Linked DNA regions of Anser cygnoides: region 1 is linked to region 2. Evidence: chromatin contacts called from public Hi-C data. All regions are on one chromosome and are shown on one strand. The core of a region is the stretch at or near the end of the contact, and the rest is flanking DNA. Distances in the headings are between cores, read along the strand shown.

The links. Hi-C and Micro-C count contacts between places; a contact is called where the count stands out from the background.
Region 1: a Hi-C map of liver shows a contact between it and region 2, with 3 times the contacts expected there. The contact joins the promoter of UBE2D3 here to the enhancer-like site in region 2. A contact is called at or near these places in 2 of 7 Hi-C or Micro-C datasets (both in liver).

Annotation. Positions count from the first base shown.
Region 1 is chr4:74,259,370-74,264,490 of Taihu_goose_T2T_genome, forward strand. UBE2D3 (ubiquitin conjugating enzyme E2 D3) reads right to left here and starts at 2,174. Exons shown (of 8, transcript XM_066996866.1): 1 at 1,801-2,174. The coding sequence starts at 1,824.
Region 2 is chr4:74,086,683-74,091,356 of Taihu_goose_T2T_genome, forward strand. No RefSeq gene overlaps it. Among named protein-coding and RNA genes, the nearest start is that of SLC39A8, 11 kb to the left of the region's middle. Within about 2 kb of position 2,894, at least 3 of the 3 cell types and tissues checked have open chromatin away from gene starts, as enhancers often do. A contact at or near this core is called in liver, where this site is marked.

The DNA.
Region 1 (5,121 bases), core at 924-3,423, 170 kb after region 2:
ATCACCAAGTGACAGAGTGCCATTCCCTGGCTTTACAGGTCGGTAAGATTAAAATCCAAATTCAAAACAGCCTCGTCATGAAATTGGTCCTCCTATTTTTGGATTTCAGCCTCAACCCGAGTAAATGCTTTTATCAGAAACCATGCTTCAGGAGAAAGCACCTCGCAAGCACTGGTTTCAGTCTGGCTGCACATCACCATTTTGACTTTCCAGGCCGGCAAAAACAAAATCGAAACCGTAAACCCCATGTGAATTTGGAAGCGTATCTTGTAGCAGCGTGATGAAATAGATTAAAAATAGCACCTTTAAAAAAAAAAAAAAGAGAACGACAACAACAAAAAAAAACAAAGAACCACCGATCCTGAACTCCAGCACCGGGTGAGGGAAGAAGCTCGCTGCTACACGCTGCCATAGAGCACAAGGATTAATACAGGCCCGGAGACTGCACACAACAGGCCCAAGCCGTGAAGTCAGGCGGATGACTTATCGATTCAAAAGTTATGATGAATCGTTTCAAGGCTTCGACCGCCAGCCCGATGGTTGGAGGGAGGCAAACCCTCCCTCTACATAATAACAATCCCCTGGTTTTAACAGTAAATTCTTACCTGCAGCGCCCGGCTGCGTTTCATAAGCATGAGTTGATGACAAAGCATACCAGGGAGTATCCTAGCCGTGCTTCAACCCAAGTGATACCACCCGCTCGCAGGGGGGGGGAACGAGTCCCGATGGCGGGTTCGAAAGGGATCGTTTTGCGATTCCTGCCCGAGCGCGGCTGCCATCTGAGGACGATCCACTCGGCCACACGACCCCGCAACACGTTTTGCGTTTCCCGAGCTAACAGGGAGCCATCCACCGACGCACGCCTGGCGAAGCGGCTCGCTCCGACCGAAATGGCCCCGGAAGCACGGCCGGGGAGGGAGACGGAGCCCCCGGCGGGGCTGCGGCAGGCAGCAGGCCCCCGGGGCGCCCCGAGGTGCCGGGACACGCCGACTTTCTGCCATCTTGCCGAGGGCACCGGGGGGGGGCCGGGCTGCGGGGGCCGCGATCGCTCCCGGGAGGCAGCGCTGAGGCAGCCGGCGTGCCGAGGGGCCCTTCCCGTCAGCGGGCAGCGCTTTAAACTTCCCTCACCTCCGCCTTTTTTTTTTTTATTTTCTTTTTTTTTTGTTTTTTTTTTTTTTTTCCTTCCCGAGCGCGCTGCGAAAGCCGCTCCGCCCGGCCGCGATTGTGCAACGGCGCAGAGCCGGGGCCCGGCGCTTCCGCGGGGAGAGCCGGGGCGAGGCCGGCGGGGGGCGGGGGGGGGGTGAGAGGGGCTCGGAGGGAGCCGCAGCGGAGCCTCCCCGGGCTGCGGGAGCCCGGCAAGGGCCCGGCCCGGCGGGGCCCCGCCGCCATCTTACGATGCGGGGAACAAGTTCCGCGCCGCGGGGGGGGGGAAGGGAGCCGGGCAGGGAGCGGGGCGCAGCCCCCCGGCCCCGGGGAGCCCCGGGCCGGGCTGACACCGGGGCGGCCCCGCCGCTGCTGCCTCGCCTCGGAGCCGGCCGGGCCGGGCCGAGCCGGGCCGGGATCCCCACAGCTCCGGGCCGAGCCGGGCTGGGTTCACACACCCCCCCCCCCCCCCGAACCCCGGTCCCAGCCGTGCTGGGTGCCCGCCCCCCCCCCAGCCCCGGTCGCCGAGGGGAAGCCGGTGTGGCGCAGCCGCCACCCCCCCCCCCCAAAAAAAAAAAAAGGTTAATAATAATAATTAATAATTAATTAAAAGGGGAGGGTGGGGAGGGGGCACGGCCCGGGGAACGGCCTCCTCACCTTGTTGATGCGTTTCAGCGCCATTGTGTCCGAGTGCCGCCGCCGCCGGGCCCGTCCGTGCGCCGCGGTGAGTCCGGAGCGAGGAGGAGGAGGAGGAGGAGGAGGAGGAGGAAGGCGGGGAGGGGGAGGGGGCAGCCGCGCCGCTCCTTCCTCCGGAAGCGGCCGAGGGGGGCGCCCGAGATGGAGCGCCCGGAGCCGGGGCTGCCTGCGGGCAGCGGGGCCGTGCGCCGGGAGGAGGCCGGGGACGGGGAGGAGGAGGACGAGGAGGGAGCCGCGAGGCCCGCCCGACACCGAGCGCAGAGCCCGGCCGCGCACCGCCGCCGCTGAGCCAGGCCCGGCCGCCAGGAGGGGAGGGGAGAGGAGGGGAGGGGACGGGGCGGGAGGGGACGGGGCGGGGCCTGCCCCGCTGGCTCCGCCCCGCGGGCGGGGCGACGCGCGGCGCACGGCGGGAGGCGGGGAGGGGCGGGGCCGCCGAGGCGCTCGCCCCCCGCCCCCGCCCGCGGGGGTGGTCTCGCGAGAGTTCGCCCCGCACCCCGGCGCGGCTGATGACGGCGGGGCCCCGCCCGGCCGCCGCCCTGCCCCGGCGTGGCTGCGCGCACACAAAATGGCGGCCGCCGGGCCTGCGGGGCTGCTGTGGGGCGGCCGCGCGGTATCCCTCCGCCTGGACGCGGCTGCCGTCTCCTTCCGCGGAGCGTGTTCGAGCGCTGCTCCTGGGGAGGGGGCGACCGGGGGGATAGGGCCCCGAAGCAAAGGGGGGCTGCTGGGGAGAGCGGCAGCGTCACACTCGGCTAATCTGCGTTCTTCCTACGTTAGGAAAATTTGGAATTACTTCTTTTGTAAAATCTACGTTTTCTGCTTATCGCTTAATTGTATTAAACACTATAGGCAGGAAATGTAGCCCCAACTATTGCGTTAATGTTCTTGTTGCCCTAATCAAGAATATTGTTGAAAAACACCTTACTGTTCCTTGCCCCAGTTTGGGTTAGGGATATTATTACACTGCTCCAAATCTTCAGTATATCTTCCTTTCTGTCAGACATTTCCTCTCTCTCTTAAATTGCTTACAAACTTCCTGAACTTCTTTACTGTCATCTCAGGAAACTGGGGTATCTAGTAATATTTCAGTTCTACATGTTTTAATTATTATTTGAGATTAATGACCTCCATATTTAGACTCTAGATCTACCTTATGATTATCATTTTGCAGCACAATTTAAGGAATAAAGAACTGCACAAACATGCTGTTGAGAGTGTGTAGTTTTCCCTGCTAATTTAAGACAACGGGTATTGTTAATTTGGTAAATCGGGTTTTGTTTATGTGCATTTCAGCAGTTACATTTTAAAATCAGTATCTCTGTTAGTATAGTTCTTGGTTATAGCCATTTCTCAGAAATTGGTTTGCATAGATCACTTTAGTATACTTTTTTAGAGAAACACTTTGTGGTGCTTAATGGTCATTTTTTCAAACAAATACATCAGTTTAAATACCATTAAATACAATTGGGGAAATGAATTAAACAATTCGTTTAGGTATGAAAAACAAGTGTAGTTACAGTGCTGGGACAATTTCTGCAAGTCACAGCACACAGCCCTGTCTGGAGAATGTTACACTTTTCACCCCCATCTCCTTTTCCTCAGACTGCAGGGTGAAAATCATGTGTTTTCCCCTCAGCTTTTGGATATTAATAAACTCAAATAAATATTTTACTTCAATAGGAATACCCATGCAAGAGAGGCCTTGTAACCTTAATACATCGATGTGCCACGCACACAAGTTTCTCACCTTTACCATACGCAGTAGGTGTGCTGCATGCTACTTGCACGGATACCTCATATTAGTAATGTAAAATGCAAGAGGCACAGATGATGGTTGCTGAATACGGGCGTTGCAGCTTACTGTGGAACTACCCGGTCCATTGGGGTTTGTTTCATTTTAATTTGATTTTTGAAGCTAATCCTCAGAAGTGGCTGAACGGAGGTATTACCATGTCCAATCCTTATATGCCAGTGGAGCTGGGTTAGGTTTTCAGAGGTTTATTATGCAAAATAGCTCAGTAGATGTGGCATGGTAATGACTGGTTTGCAAAAATACCGGGAATAGGCTACTTGACTCGAATTCTCTCCCTAAATTGTATTTGTTTGTTTTTTAAGTACAGCATTACAGGGCCCTGTGCAGCCAAATGGTCAGTAACCTCTGAAGGCTGATTTTGCCAGTCCCTCTCAGCCGTTTCACGATGTTCCAGCAGTGCAAGCACGAACAGAGATCGCCTTGATATATTGTTATAGCACTTCTCTCAGCATAGAGGGGACTCGAGGGAAAAGCAGCCCAGCCTTAGTTAAGTGTAGCTGGCTTGCACATCAGTGTTAAATTTTCACTTCTGCTTGCTTTAGACCAGCCATTTTTACACTTATCCCATTCTACCTGTCTCCAAAACAGGTGGATCAACCGAGCACCCAAGGCTCCAAGCAGCACTGCATATGCAACACTTCATGTATCTGAGAGGAAAGAGGAAAATGTCTTCCTTTTCAGGAAAACAAAAAATTACTTTGAAAAAAGAAAGACACTCTTCTCATTAGTGCATCCAGTAGATCATTATTAGTTTCTGTTTGGAAGAGACAAAACACAACAGCTTCTGCTGCTGGAAAACAAAGCACTAAGAAGATGAAAAACAACAACAGCTTCTCCCTGTTTGCACGTATTACCAGGCCTCAATTTTCTCTTCAGCATCCTGTCCAACTTGTTTTTCCTTTAATTATCATAAATCGAGGTTGCAAGTCAAATCCCTCGTCAGTCTGAACAAATCTCACCTTATTGGGGACCCATTTGATTCAGTGGAGACCATGAGGAATAAGATCACAGGGGAACGCTGATAAAATAAGATTGTTCGATCGACTATTTTTATTGCAACAAATCAAAAAAAAAAAAAAAGACTGAGCTTGCCAACCCGAGTGCCATTACATGACAGTGGAAGAAAAACAGGTTTGGGGATGTCACTGGCTTCCATCTGATCCGTGTTTTAAATACCAAAGGCCAGCAGCCCTTCCCGTATAGCTGGGGGCTTCTCCCCTTCAAGAAGGATGACAAGGTCACAGCTCCAGCCTTCGAAACACGTGCTCAGCTCCTGGCTGCTACCTCCAGGGCCATTACTTCATTTTCTGTTGGGAAGACGTAGTAAAACCCTTTCGCATCTGGAGTCCAGCCCAAGGTCAATGTGTGAGGCAGCAGTTACCTTTCTAAGGAATATAAGATCAAAGATCCAGCTTGGCATCTCTTCATCTTCCATTGTTTCTTCAACAGCTTCTCTGACATCCTCACTGAAA
Region 2 (4,674 bases), core at 1,644-4,143:
CCTTATATATCTTCTAGCACTTATATGTTGTAAACTTTTAGAGACTTTGATCAATATTGTTAAAGTACCTCGCAATATATCATTAAAGACCCAAGAAAACATGAGTTTTGCATTGTAAAATTACCAATTTTACGACATTTTAAGAATTTCCGAGGCCTAAACCCTTACGCTGCCATACAATGCCAAACGTGCAATGCCTCAAACTGTAGGAGATATTTTTTTTTGGCATTTAGCATCATAGTTTTTCTTCACTGAGATGTTTAAAAGATTTTGTTGTGATGAAAAAATGCTATAATTCAATACCAGTTAATAAATGTACAACACAAGTTCAAAACGGATTCACTTATACCTAAGTGATCAAAAACAAACAAAACGCAGATCATTTAGTGATCAGTATACATACCTTTGTTTATAGAGAAGAGATTCTGTCACAATGTCAGCTACATAAATATTGTGACTATGTACTTATACTTGCATCTCAATATCTTCTCAGGCATACTATTTGCCTTGCTGTTTATAACGTAAAACTTCCCCTCTCTGTCCTTGACTCAGTAGTAACATGAGAGTGTTTGAAATGCAAACAAAACCTCCTTGTCCTGAGAGTACAAGGGGCGGAGGAAGATGCAACTAGACAAATAAGTTGTTCTTAGTGCCTTATGCCACCCCCCTTTGATAAAAGCCAAAGGAGAGGACACTAAGGAGGTCATCCAAGGACAGCCATTCCTGGGTCCCTTGTCTCCAGCTCTTTGTCCATACTTTGTTATGGAGCTTTCTGGTGAGCGGACTGAAAGCTGAAAGTTACTCTGTTGTTTATATTAAGAAAAAGAAATTAGACTTCTGAGACACTTTGATAGCACTTACAAGCATAGGAAAGAGGTGTTAGCCTTATGACAGAAGAATGCAATGACTAACACCTGCCCTAACACTATTCAAGTGCAATGGTTACTAATGTTGCCAGGCAAAGGTTCTTATATTCAATTGCACATTTCACACAATTTCCCTTTTAGCCTTTTTAAGGAAGTGATAGGACTTGCTTGACTCTTGATTATGAAATATCTGGCAAGGAAATGGTTCCCGTACACAAATCAGAAGCACACAGGATTTGGCCATAATGTTAAAATAGAGAGAAGAATCTTCATCTCCTGCCACCAGACTCAAGGAATAGAATAACTTAATATTAAATGTGAAGTTATTTCCATACACATGAAAACAACTGCCAATACTCAAAAAAGACTGTTAAACAACCGAAATGATTCCAAATGATTTATCCAAAATAAATTTCCATCAGGAAACTACCATGAACATTTATGTTAGTTCTTAGAAATGATCAGTTGCTCTGGTTTTAAAATCATTTTGCATTCCTGAATTGAAACTTCAGATTTTATATTATTTTAATTTGATATCACTAACGACATTTGTATGAATCCCTTTCAAACTGCTGCCAGGAAAGATTCCTCGTTATTCCTTCTTTAGAGAACAGCATCATTCAGAAGCAGATCAGCTTTGCTGGTTGTCAGACCAACAAAGTTAAACAATGGAAGCAAAAAAGCCGAATAGACATCAAAAGAAGTTGGAGGAAGGGAACTTTGCAAGAAAACTTCATCACTCCTGATCTGCACTGCAAAGCCATGGACTCCAGCACTGCTTTTCTGGATTCTGGCAAATTTTTAGAGCAGTATCTGAACCTGGATCATACTTTTAAAAAAAAAAAAAAGCTATTTACTGGTTTTAGTTGTTTTTAACATAAATGGATGGCATTACATTAGTGGCTCATGTGGCTGCCTTGGTTGAAGAGGAATTCTAGACCTATGAAGTACCAAGTTTTAAAGATACATGAAATGTAACACTCACAAGACCTAATTTACTTTTTTATACCAACTGAGGAAAAGAAGACAGTAATGTAAAAAGGCACAGCTCTCACAGGGATGCCAATTATTCTGTTAAAAAGTGGGGAAGAGTATTTATATTTTAAATCACAAAATAATACATACAGCAACAAGGTGGCTGGAGATGAACGTAAACTCCTCACAGTCTACACTAGTACATGACTATGCCTGGGAATGGCTACATTATAACCAGGTTCCCCAAATCCTATCAATGTGTGTTTAGCTTTTAACAAGCTATAGCCCTGTGTTTGCTTACAGTAATCAATATTCTTCTCACACTATTTTCCTAGCTGTTTATAACCCTGAACAGAGTAAGTTTTTGCCTCACTAAAACCAAAGAAAAACTCTTCCTGTCTTCAGAAGTGACAGGATTTCTAGCTCATCTTATAAGGACAAGATGAGGAAGAGGTGCTTTCTCTCTCTCTCTCTTTAATTTATAAAGAGAAATAAAATTGTTTAGAAAACAAAGGGCCAGAGTTGCAGTATAAGGGCTGAAATCAGTTTCATCATTTCTAAGAGATGCACAGATAGAGGACTGGCACAGATATGGACACTGCAGTCATTGGCAGTCTTCTAAAAAGAAGAAAAAGGGACAGAGAGGAAAGTCAGGGGCATACATCAATGAAAGATCCAATAAACAAATGTGTTTCTGAGCAGGAAACTAGAATTGCCCTGAGAAAATCGATGTGATGTTACCTTAAATAGCATTGTCACTTTTTCCTCAGCAAATGGTATGAAATCCAACATTTCATGCAGTGATGGCTCATGACTCTATTGCATTTTTCCTTTAATCTATAAGTCATTTGTTTGCTTTGTTAGGGCATTGCCTTTTAGTCCAGTTACAACAAACCCACGGTGTCATCAGGGACTACATGGCACAGCTCCTGTCAAGAGGAGGAGATTCACAGCTGTCCTCTTGGCCTGCCCCCATCCTTGAATCCCAGTGCCCTACTGATCAACAGCACGGGTTGTGCCCATGCAGTTTGTTCTGCTCTGACAGGTGCTGGCGTTTGGCAGCATTCCCAGCAAACAGGCAGTTGCAGAGAGATGAAGACTTGGCTGAAAGTCAGAAAGCCAGCTCATGCAAAGCATGGAAGGATCTGGAGGATGCAAAGGTGTTAAACCCCTTTTGTGTTTTCACAGTCCTGAAACTGCCACAGGCTGCTCTAAACTATGCTGGCTGCCAGTAGTTGCAGGCACTTTTACAGAAGCTAGAACATAAATAAGAAAAAAAAATCATTTGAAATTAAGCACAGCCAAATATTTACCAGAAATTTACCAGAAAACCTAGAAGGATATCCCTTCATCATCTTCCAGCTTACAACAGACCACATTATTCAAGCTACCCAAATCATGCTGTGTGGATTACTTGCAACTCCAAGTCTGGCTTAAGGCAACAGACCTATAGTCTTTCCCCTAAATGATGTCCAGCCCCTCCAGCCTCCAATATCTGACCCTTCATGTTCTTCTGGAATTGCAAGTGCTGTTTGGTTTCCATTGTTTAACAGCTGTGACCCTACAGCCGTCAGTGCTGCATCACCAGGTAGGACTCCTTTGAAGCTGCTATCAAAGCTAAAGACAATCCACTTGCAAAACTGAGTTTTATTACAGTTCATTGCACTTAAACGTTGAGGATTCCATGCGTAAGCAGCACGCAAAGCAGAAGGACAAATTATTCTTCCTTCTCCCTCCCCCTCTCTGTTCACACATTTTCAGAACGCTAGCATGAGAGCAGTCCTCAGTGAGTTTGGGATAAACTTAAGCAAGAAAAGGTAGTACCCATTTAAATCCTTTTGTATGTCAGCTTATTAACTCATTTTCTTGATTACATATATGTAGAAATGCTCAGAGTGTGGTTGCCATAGTCAGGGAGAAAGACTAAGAACTTACTTCATGCATCCTCAGCCAACTTTATCTATTTTTAACACACCAATTGATGCTATCCCTGATTATTCAGCTTACACTGAGAAAGAGTTATATTATCAGGAGATTATATGTATATGTATACATTATCAGGAGACCTGTGCATGTAGCCTACCAAACCATAGAGATGATGCTTCTCAAAAGTCACCCTAAAAATCCCAGTGCTGTCATCCTACTCTGAATCAGAGCTTTGCCTGTTTGGGCAGAGCTTAAGTGTAGAAAATTGGCATTATAAGGAACTGGCACATTGCTGCCAGCAACAGCACTGCATGCTTCTTAGGTCAGAGCCACATTAGATCATTGGCAGCTACTTGAAAATTTCAAGATTCAAAGCAGAAAGACTTGTCTAATACAAAGAGATCTAAGATCAATGTGGATGCTTTTATTCCAAAATTGTACATGCAATTTGCACAAACATGGAACTACGCAAGGTTTATGACAGTAGAAATGGAACTTGTTGACTACAACAACCTGAGACTCCATATGGTATACTAAAGTTACTTCAGAGACATAAAACTGTATATGGGGCAGAACTGTAACAGAAATCGGGGTAAAGATAGACAGATTGCTATCATATTATTTATTTATTTTTACTAGTATAGACGTCAAATGTTAGGTTTCTTTTTTAATTTAAACATACACAAAAACAGTTATTCCACCTTTGCTGGGGCAAGAGCTAATGTATCTCATTGACACTGTGGTTAGGCATGGCACAGTTTCTAATCCACAGAAAGCTATCCCTGGTTAGCCAGTAACCATGCTATAAAAGTTAGAATCCAGCATATGAGTGCCTCTGAAGGGGAGCACTGATTTATTTTTACAACTGATTTTAAGAAGTTAATCCCAACCCAGGCTCTAAAAAGCA